Linked DNA regions of Pan troglodytes: all the other regions are linked to region 1. Evidence: chromatin contacts called from public HiChIP or PLAC-seq data. All regions are on one chromosome and are shown on one strand. The core of a region is the stretch at or near the end of the contact, and the rest is flanking DNA. Distances in the headings are between cores, read along the strand shown.

Region 1 (2,700 bases), core at 75-2,574:
CGCTCCATCCCTAGGTCGCCCCCTCCCCGTCGTTCCCTCCTCAGCCCTTCCTAGCACTACACACGCGCGCGCGCGCGCGCACACACACACACATACACACACGCACACGCACTTTACCTTCAGTTTGTTCCATTCTAACCCCCCGGCCGTGTCAGTGCGATCACAGGAGAGACACGGAGGCCCGGAGTGGGGCTGGGGTGCGGGCAGCCGCTGGGGCCGCGCGGGGAGGAGGCGGAACCGAGCTAGGCCGCATGAAATCCCCGGGCTAGATTTTCCCCGCGCCGGACGCCTCTGCCATGGCGGCCGGCACTGAGGAGGGCCACGGCCGGGCCGGGCCGGGCGTGCTGCGGGAAGAGGAAGGCTCGGGAGGTGGGATGGGAAGGGGAGGCCGAGGGACGGGGGTCGCCGCGCCGCCGCTGCTGCCAGAGAGGAGCCTGCGGCTGGCAGCCCGGCCTGGGTAGCACGGTCCTCGGCGCTCGGCTCGGAATTCGCACGCCTCTCCGCGGCGACCTGTGCACAGCCCCCTCGGCCTCCGCCTCCGTGCTGGCCGCCGCCGCCGCCTCTCCCGCCGCCGCCGCGCACAAAGCCCCCCCACCCCGACTCTCGGGGCGCCGCCGCCGCCAAATCCTCAGCCCCTCATTGGCCGCGGGCCGCGGCGCCTGCCGGGAAATGCAGTCCCGGGTTCGGGACGCTGGGGCTCCGGAGGAAGCGGCGAGTCAGCGGGGCGGAGGGGGCGGGAGCGCGAACCAGGAACGCCCGCGGCAGCTAGCGTCTGGACGACTAGGGAGACGGGGCGAGAGAGCCGAGGGACGAGGGACGGGGAGGGACTGTACGTGGGAGAGTGACACACAAAACACCCCGGGAAGCCGGAGGAGGCGTGGAAAGGTGGGGCCCGGGAGGTAAAACTGGGCTCGGCGCGTTCAGTGAGGCTGATTAAAGAACAACGCGCAACCAGCGCCATACGGCGCTCCTCAGGGTGACTCGGCTCTCTAGCTCCTAAGGGTTAGAAGCGACCCTCGCACGGTCCCCGGTGGGTGACCGCGCGAGGGCGGGGCAGTCCAGGCGACCCCTCGGCCGTCTCCCGTCCTACGGCTGTCAGGGAAGGGCTCCGGTTCCAGTAGGGTCTGCATTTGGAAAGCCGGGGGCGATGCAAGACCGCCTTGGCGTCGTCTCCCTCTCAGCCCTGGCTGAGTTGTCGGATGGTCCCCCTCCCCCGGTTGCAAGCAGTAGGAGGCCCGGCCGGCGGCGCCGGCTCGCCGAGGGAGCGCCTCGACCTCCCCAGCAGGCGCCGGCCCCGCGCGCCTCTTCCTGCTCTGCTGCGGCCCGGAGGCTTGTGGGTAACCGGGAGGACGACGTCAGCGCCCGCCGCATCCCCGGGTGCCCCCCAGCCGCGGGGGACCGCGACGGCTCCGTGACCGTCACGTGCCGGAGGCCGCGGCCGCTCGCGGCCAGACCTTCGCATCGAGGGACGTGAGGGACATTTGTCCTAGAGGGCCCAGATAAGAACGAGAGGAAGAACCGGGAGGCAACTCTCCGTCATCCTCTAGCCCCCCGCATCCTAGGAAACATATGGGAAACAATGGAAGGTTAAGTGTGTGCACAGTGATCTAGCCCTGCAGGAGTGTGCCGACCAGGTGATATTTCCTGGGGCCTGGTGATAAGGATTTGGAAGGTTACAGCACAGAGACGTGAACGTAAAAAGGAAACAGAGGCAGCAAGCAAATGAGGAAACCGATACTCTGTTCTGAGAATAAAGCCATTTTACCGCTAGACGTCATACTCTGTAGACGTTATAGTGCTGGATGTCTTTGGTAGTATTACAAGAAATTAGATATCTCTATCTTTAAATATCACTTAAGGAAATTAAATGATTTCTACAGATCAGTTATTTAAAAGGGCACTAATTATGAACTATTTTTTTTAAACGTAACCCGGTTAATACTAGATACGGAGAATTATCAATATTGGCCGGGCGCGGTGGCTCACGCCTGTAATCCCAGCACTTTGGGAGGCCGAGGCAGGCGGATCACGAGGTCCGGAAATCGAGACCATCCTGGCTAAGACGGTGAAACCCCGTCTCTACTAAAAATACAAAAAAGTAGCCCGGCGTGGTGGCGGGCGCCTGTAGTCCCAGCTACTCAGGAGGCTGAGGCAGGAGAATGGCGTGAACCCGGGAGGCGGAGCTGGCAGTGAGCCGAGATCGCGCCACTGCACTCCAGCCTGGGCGACACAGCGAGGCTATGTCTCAAAAAAAAAAAAATTCTCATTACTATTAATCATTAAATATTTTTAAACGTATGCTTTAAGTAGTACCACAAGTTACAGCTATCAGTAAAAGCATACTTTTTATTTGTGATATGCCATTTTAAAACACAGATGGCCAAAGCGGGCCACCAAGTCTAGCTTAATTCTATCTCCAGGAAAGAGGGATTAAATTGGTCTTTTTTTTTTTTCTATGAGCCTTTCTACCTCCATTCTTCTTTTTCTTCCTCCTGTGTCTTCCTTGCTTTGTTGATAAACTGTTGCCTTGACCCGGCACCTGGGTTTCTCCCTTGAGGAGAATCTAGTAAATTGTCCCCAGGGATCTTATATTAGCCTGTTTCTAATAGCTATGCTGACAGCAAGAGTTTAAAATTGGAGTTATGTGAAGTAGATGCATAGTCTTTTCCTGCAAAACATTACAAAATACAGTTAGTATAC
Region 2 (2,700 bases), core at 16-2,515, 280 kb before region 1:
AGGTTGCAGTGAGCCGTGATCGGGCCACTGCGCTCCAGCCTGGGCGACAGAGCGAGACTCTGTCTCAAACAAACAACAAGAAAACACAAAATTCTGCGACCATATGTTAAAACTGCTACAATACTACGTATTTGGGAGGAGATACTTAGATCAAGCATCCTGCTTCTCTTTGGAGTACCAACCCCTGATTTCAGTATTTATCACCAATTTTAAAAATGTCACCTGGCAACTCAGTTAGGTCTTTCTTCAATTTTGTTGAAAACCAATAATTGAGAACCAATTGGGAAATCAATATCTACGTATTTCCCATGGCGTCCAGTGGCCCAGAGATTCCTACACTATCGGTGGACACATCACAGTAAGATTAGACTGAGGATTGGCGAGGGGTGCGCCGTTCTTGTGTAAAGCGGGAGAAGAGTGTATTATCGTTAGGCAACATTTTAGGATATAGGATAAACACTGGTGTCCTGAAAACGTTCCTGGCCGCAACACTCTTAGAGGTTTGCATTCTCGAGTTTGGAGACCATGGCTCTGAAAGACTCAACTCACTCCACTGATGCCAGCCACCAGCTACTGTTGATGACTTCCCAAGTTCGTACTTTCAGTCCACACCTCTTCCTTTCGCTGGGCACCAAACTTGTCTACATTCCGAGTGCCCCGGCACACCCCCGGGCTTCGCTTTCCGCCTCTCACAGTAGGAAGCGGCGAGCCGCTTCTAGTGCCCACGCCGCTCCTCGGCTGCCCGGCCTGGGTTTTCCACCCTCGCCCCTGGAATCGGCCTCCCTAGATTCCCTTCCCTCTTAAGATCATTTGGAAACGGGCTCCAAGGGGCGACCCTGCGCAGAAAACCAAATTCCATCCGGGGCGGGCAGGGAGTGCTAGACTCCAAGGAAGACGTTTCCCACATTCGGTGGTGAGGAGTGTTTGGCGGCACGGCCAGCGCTCTCAAGGACCCTCTTCTGCGCAGAATATCCAGTCGTAGCCACGAAAATACGCCGCGTCAGTCCCTGACTCGAAAAGAAGTCCTCCAGAGAGCCGCACTAACCATCTAGCTTCCTCCACCTTCAGCCTGCCAGGCCAGCGGCCACCGCCGGCGCGGGAGGCCGGCCCACCTCTACCCGCGCGCCTGGCCTTAAAGCGGTCGTGGAATTAGGCTTCCTCAGGCAGGCGGTGGACGCACCGCGGGCTTTTTCTGTTTGAAGACTACAGCGTCACACAGCAACGCGCGCGAGAGAAGAGAGTATTCTCGCGAGAAGTCCAGGGGTGGCCGTGATGGCGGCGGCAGGAGCAGGACCTGGCCAGGAAGCGGGTGCCGGGCCTGGCCCAGGAGCGGCCGCAAATGCAACAGGGGCAGAAGAGGGGGAGATGAAGCCGGTGGCAGCGGGAGCAGCCGCTCCTCCTGGAGAGGGGACCTCTGCTGCTCCGACAGTTGAGCCCAGTTCCGGGGAGGCTGAAGGCGGGTAAGAGGTCCTGCCGCCCGAGGAAGACGCGGGAGGGAGGCCCGCCCCTCGCGAATCCCGCGGCTCCTGGAGCCCTGCCGCCCGCCCCCTGCGAACCCAGGCCCCGCCGCCAATGGCTCGCCCTGCCTCTGCGCCGCTTGGCCCGTCCCCTCTCAAGCATATCTCGGATAACGCCCCTTCCGCACCTTTCACGGGCGGTGGGAGCTGAGGCTCCTGTCGTTATCTCTGATCCTTGCACCCTGGCAGGAAGCTGGTAGCTCACAGTTTAACGTGAGGCCTTCACATATTCCAGAAAAGAAACCACTTTGCAGTGCCAGACTGGAAGAAGTAACGGTCACTCTGAAAACAGGGTGGGAGAGCTGCCTCTCTTTGAACCTCTCCCAGGACCAACTCTAACCCAGGTAGATTTGACTGTAAAGGCCGGTTAGGCTTCCCTGTGCTCCGTGGGTCCGCGACTGTCTGACATGTCCACCTTCTCAGTATCCTCACAGTACCTTGGGCATCCAGTCTGAGATCAGGCTTAGCTGAAAAAGCTGCAGGAGTATGAAGTTCGGCTGTAATTTGATCATCATTTTTGGGAATAGGCATTTTGAGGTTTGTCTTGAGAATTCCTACTTGAGCGCTTTCATTATCTTATAGGGAGGCAAACTTGGTCGATGTAAGCGGTGGCTTGGAGACAGAATCATCTAATGGAAAAGATACACTAGTAAGTATTTTTAGTTGTTTGCAAGACAAAATAGGGTTTGTTTTTAATTATTTCTTCTTCTTTTTTTTTTTTTTTTTTTTGCGACGGAGCCTTGCTCTGTCGCCCAGGCTGGAATGCAGTGGCGCGATCTCGGCTCACTGCAACCTCCTCCCCCCGGGTTCCAGCGATTCTCCTGCCTCAGCCTCCCGAGTATCTGGGATTACAGGCATCTGCCAACACACCTGGCTTCTTTTTTTGTCTTTTTAGTAGAGACGGGGTTTCACCATGTTGGCCAGGCTGGTCTCGAACTCCTAACCTCAGTTGATTCTCCCGCCTCAGCCTCCCAGAGTGTTGGGATTACAGGCGTGAGCCACCGCGCCCGGCCTTGTTTTTACATTTTTAAGCGAATCAAAAATACATTCAGGCCAGGCACGGTGGCTCATGCCTGTAATCCCAGCACTTTGGGAGGCTGAGACCTCAGGATCACTTGAGACCAGCCTGGGCAACATAGGGAGACCCCCATCTCTTAAAAAAATAAAATAAAGTAAAATACAT
Region 3 (2,702 bases), core at 107-2,606, 340 kb after region 1:
GTCAGGAGTTCGAAACCAACCTGGCCAACATGGCTTCTTCTTTTAATGCATAGAACAGAGGAAATGTTCTCATTTCCTGCTTGTGAACAAATTCCCAATTAACACTATGAAAACTACTGAGTTTTGTTGCAGGGGTCAACGAGTACCCTAAAGGTTCCCAATTTGTGGTAGCATTTGACAATTCACAGACATGCTACTCCCTGGGCAGTTACCAACAACTGAATCTTATGATCAGCCTCTCAGCCCTGTGTACTTCCACCCAATCATCTCCACAAATCACAACCAGGGGTCTTTCAGGCCTATCCCTGCGGTGGGGGGTGGGGGCAGGGAGCAGAGGAGATGGAGTTTGTAATTTGAAATGGGACCCCATTTGAAAAAAGTAGCCAATTCTTGTGTGACTATTATAGAAAGACCTAGAACTAAGAGAGAGCCTTGAAGACCTGAATCATTACCTGTTACTCCTCTTTACCACACAGGATGCACACTGTGCTGTGGGGAACATGATCACACAGACAAGGCTGAGTGAGGCAGCACCCTACTGCCCACAGTTTAAGAACAGGAACACCTGCATTGCGATTTTTTTTTCTTTTTTTTTTTGAGAGGGAGTTTCGCTCTGTTGCCCAGGCTGGAGTGCAGTGGCGTGATCTAGGTTCACTGCAACCTCCGCCTCTAGGGTTCAAGAGATTTTTGTGCCTCAGCCTCCCGAGTAGCTGGGATTACAGGTGTCCACCACCACACCTGTCTAATTTTTGTATTTTTAATAGAGATGGGGTTTCGCCATGTTGGCCAGGCTGGTTTTGAACTCCTGACCTCAGGTGATCTGCCCACCTTGGCCTCCCAAAGTGCTGGGATTACAGGAGTGAGCCACAGCACCTGGCCTGCACTGCAATCTTTCACCAGCTATTGTTATTATTACTATTATTATCATTAGAGACAGGATCTCACTCTGTTGCCCAGGCTGGATTGCCGTGGCTCAATCATAGCTCACTGCAGCCTCCAACTCCTGGGCTCAAGTATTTGGGACTACAGACACAAGCTACTGTGCCAGGCTAGTTTTTAAATTTTGTGTAGAGACAGGGTCTCACTATGTTGCCCAGGCTGGTCTCAACCTCCTGAGCTCAAGCAATTCTCCTGCCTCAGCCTTCCAAAGTGCGGGGATTATGGGCACAAACCACTGTGCCCAGTCCAACCAGCTATTATTACTATTTTTTAATTAGAAGGAAAAAAAAAACAAAAAGCAGAGGGATGTGGGTGTGTATGTTTCTTGGAATCCAAGCGATCAGGGGGAAAAAATCCGTCAAAAATGTTCTCAGTACAAAAGTTGGCAAAACAGCTCGCTTTTTTAAACTGAACTTTGTAATAGGAGAAATACTCTCACAAGGACAGGATGTTTCTGAGCCAAGTTGAAGCAAAAGAAACTTTTTCCAGCATGTCAGGAACGAAGCTGACGTTCCACTAAGAAAAAAAAAAAAAAAAAAAAAAGAAGTGCTAGAGGAAGGAGTAAGAGGGGAAAAGGCACCAGAATTCAGACGGAGCTTTAAATTCCAGACAGGGCCAGCGTCGGGAGCACGTAGGAGGCGCCCCTCGGAAAGGAGCCGCAGACCCGGCTGACTTCGCACTTGAGCTCCAGCCCCGTGGACATTTCCTGTTCTGCCTCTGGAAATTCAAGCTGAAAGTTACAAAACATCCTTTTCCCTGGAACCAAGTGCTTGGTTGGGAGACCATGCCCTCCCCTTCCTTCCTCGGAACTCCTCCCTGATCGCCCCGTGGCTTCCCCAGGAGAGATGCGAAATCAGCGGTAGCAGGTGGCGCAGAAGGGAGAGGGGAGCGACCCTGGGGACCGACTCTGGGGACCCCCGCCGAAGAGGTAGGAAACGGGGGACTGCACGTTCCTGAGGCCACTTCACACTTATTGAGCAAAACGAGGTGATGTCCTTTAAGCCTGGGGCTGAGGTGTTTCCCTCGCTTGGGTATGCGCCGGGTGGTGGGTGGACTGGCCTCGAATCTGGAATAAGTTCAGGCATTCCTTTTCCCTCTCTCTTTCCAAGTTGAACTTTAATTCTTGGGTCTCTGGAACCACATATTTTGTTTGGTGTGGGAGGTATTAAATGGCAGAATTCTAGGAAGTAAATATTGTGAATCCCTGATTTTGCTCTTTTCTTTATTTTCTTTTCTCTTTTCTTTTCTTTTCCCTTTTCTTTTCTTTTCCCTTTGCTTCTCTCTTCTCTTCTTTTTTCTTTCCGCCCCTGAAATGCCCAGGAGCAGTCATAAATACCTTCATCTGGGAATAGATTCGGGGAGAAGTGAGAAGGGGACAGGGCTGGGAAAAGCATTCTCACCACGGTGAACGGGGCGCGGCTGTTTTCCGGGACCTGGGCCATGTGTTCTTCTGGCCCAGATGCTCTCTCCGTCCCTTCCTTCTGCCCACTGCCATAGGGACAACTACCTTGAGTTGTTTCTCCGGGTGCAGGGATGTGGCACAGACCCTGGTCAGGGCCCTTGAGCATCAGTGCCCTGCGTTTATGGACAGAACTCAGGTGCTGTCTTAAACGTTTCTGTCTGGGGCAGAGCTAACTGGTCTACCCAGGAGCCTGCGTGTAGTCCTTGGCTTCGTGAGGGACACCCGGCAGTCGGTCTCTGGAAGGCCAGCCTTGGCAATACATGTGCTGACACTGGACCTGCTCAGAGAACTCAGCATGGCT

The links. HiChIP or PLAC-seq counts read pairs in DNA pulled down with a chosen protein or histone mark.
Region 2: an H3K4me3 HiChIP or PLAC-seq map of stem cell-derived excitatory neurons shows a contact between it and region 1, with 2.1 times the contacts expected there. The contact joins the promoter of ASH2L here to the promoter of NSD3 in region 1. A contact is called at or near these places in 1 of 1 datasets of contacts at active chromatin or transcription factors (stem cell-derived excitatory neurons) and 1 of 1 other capture datasets (stem cell-derived neural stem cells).
Region 3: an H3K4me3 HiChIP or PLAC-seq map of stem cell-derived excitatory neurons shows a contact between it and region 1, with 4 times the contacts expected there. The contact joins the promoter of TACC1 here to the promoter of NSD3 in region 1. A contact is called at or near these places in 1 of 1 datasets of contacts at active chromatin or transcription factors (stem cell-derived excitatory neurons) and 1 of 1 other capture datasets (stem cell-derived neural stem cells).

What each region holds. Positions count from the first base shown.
Region 1 is chr7:46,782,065-46,784,764 of NHGRI_mPanTro3-v2.0_pri, forward strand. NSD3 (nuclear receptor binding SET domain protein 3) reads right to left here and starts at 1,325. Exons shown (of 24, transcript XM_519713.8): 1 at 118-1,325.
Region 2 is chr7:46,505,562-46,508,261 of NHGRI_mPanTro3-v2.0_pri, forward strand. It overlaps ASH2L (ASH2 like, histone lysine methyltransferase complex subunit), which reads left to right and starts at 1,266. Exons shown (of 16, transcript NM_001280515.1): 1 at 1,266-1,460; 2 at 2,100-2,166. The coding sequence starts at 1,273.
Region 3 is chr7:47,125,816-47,128,517 of NHGRI_mPanTro3-v2.0_pri, forward strand. It overlaps TACC1 (transforming acidic coiled-coil containing protein 1), which reads left to right and starts at 1,357. Exons shown (of 13, transcript XM_063817038.1): 1 at 1,357-1,867.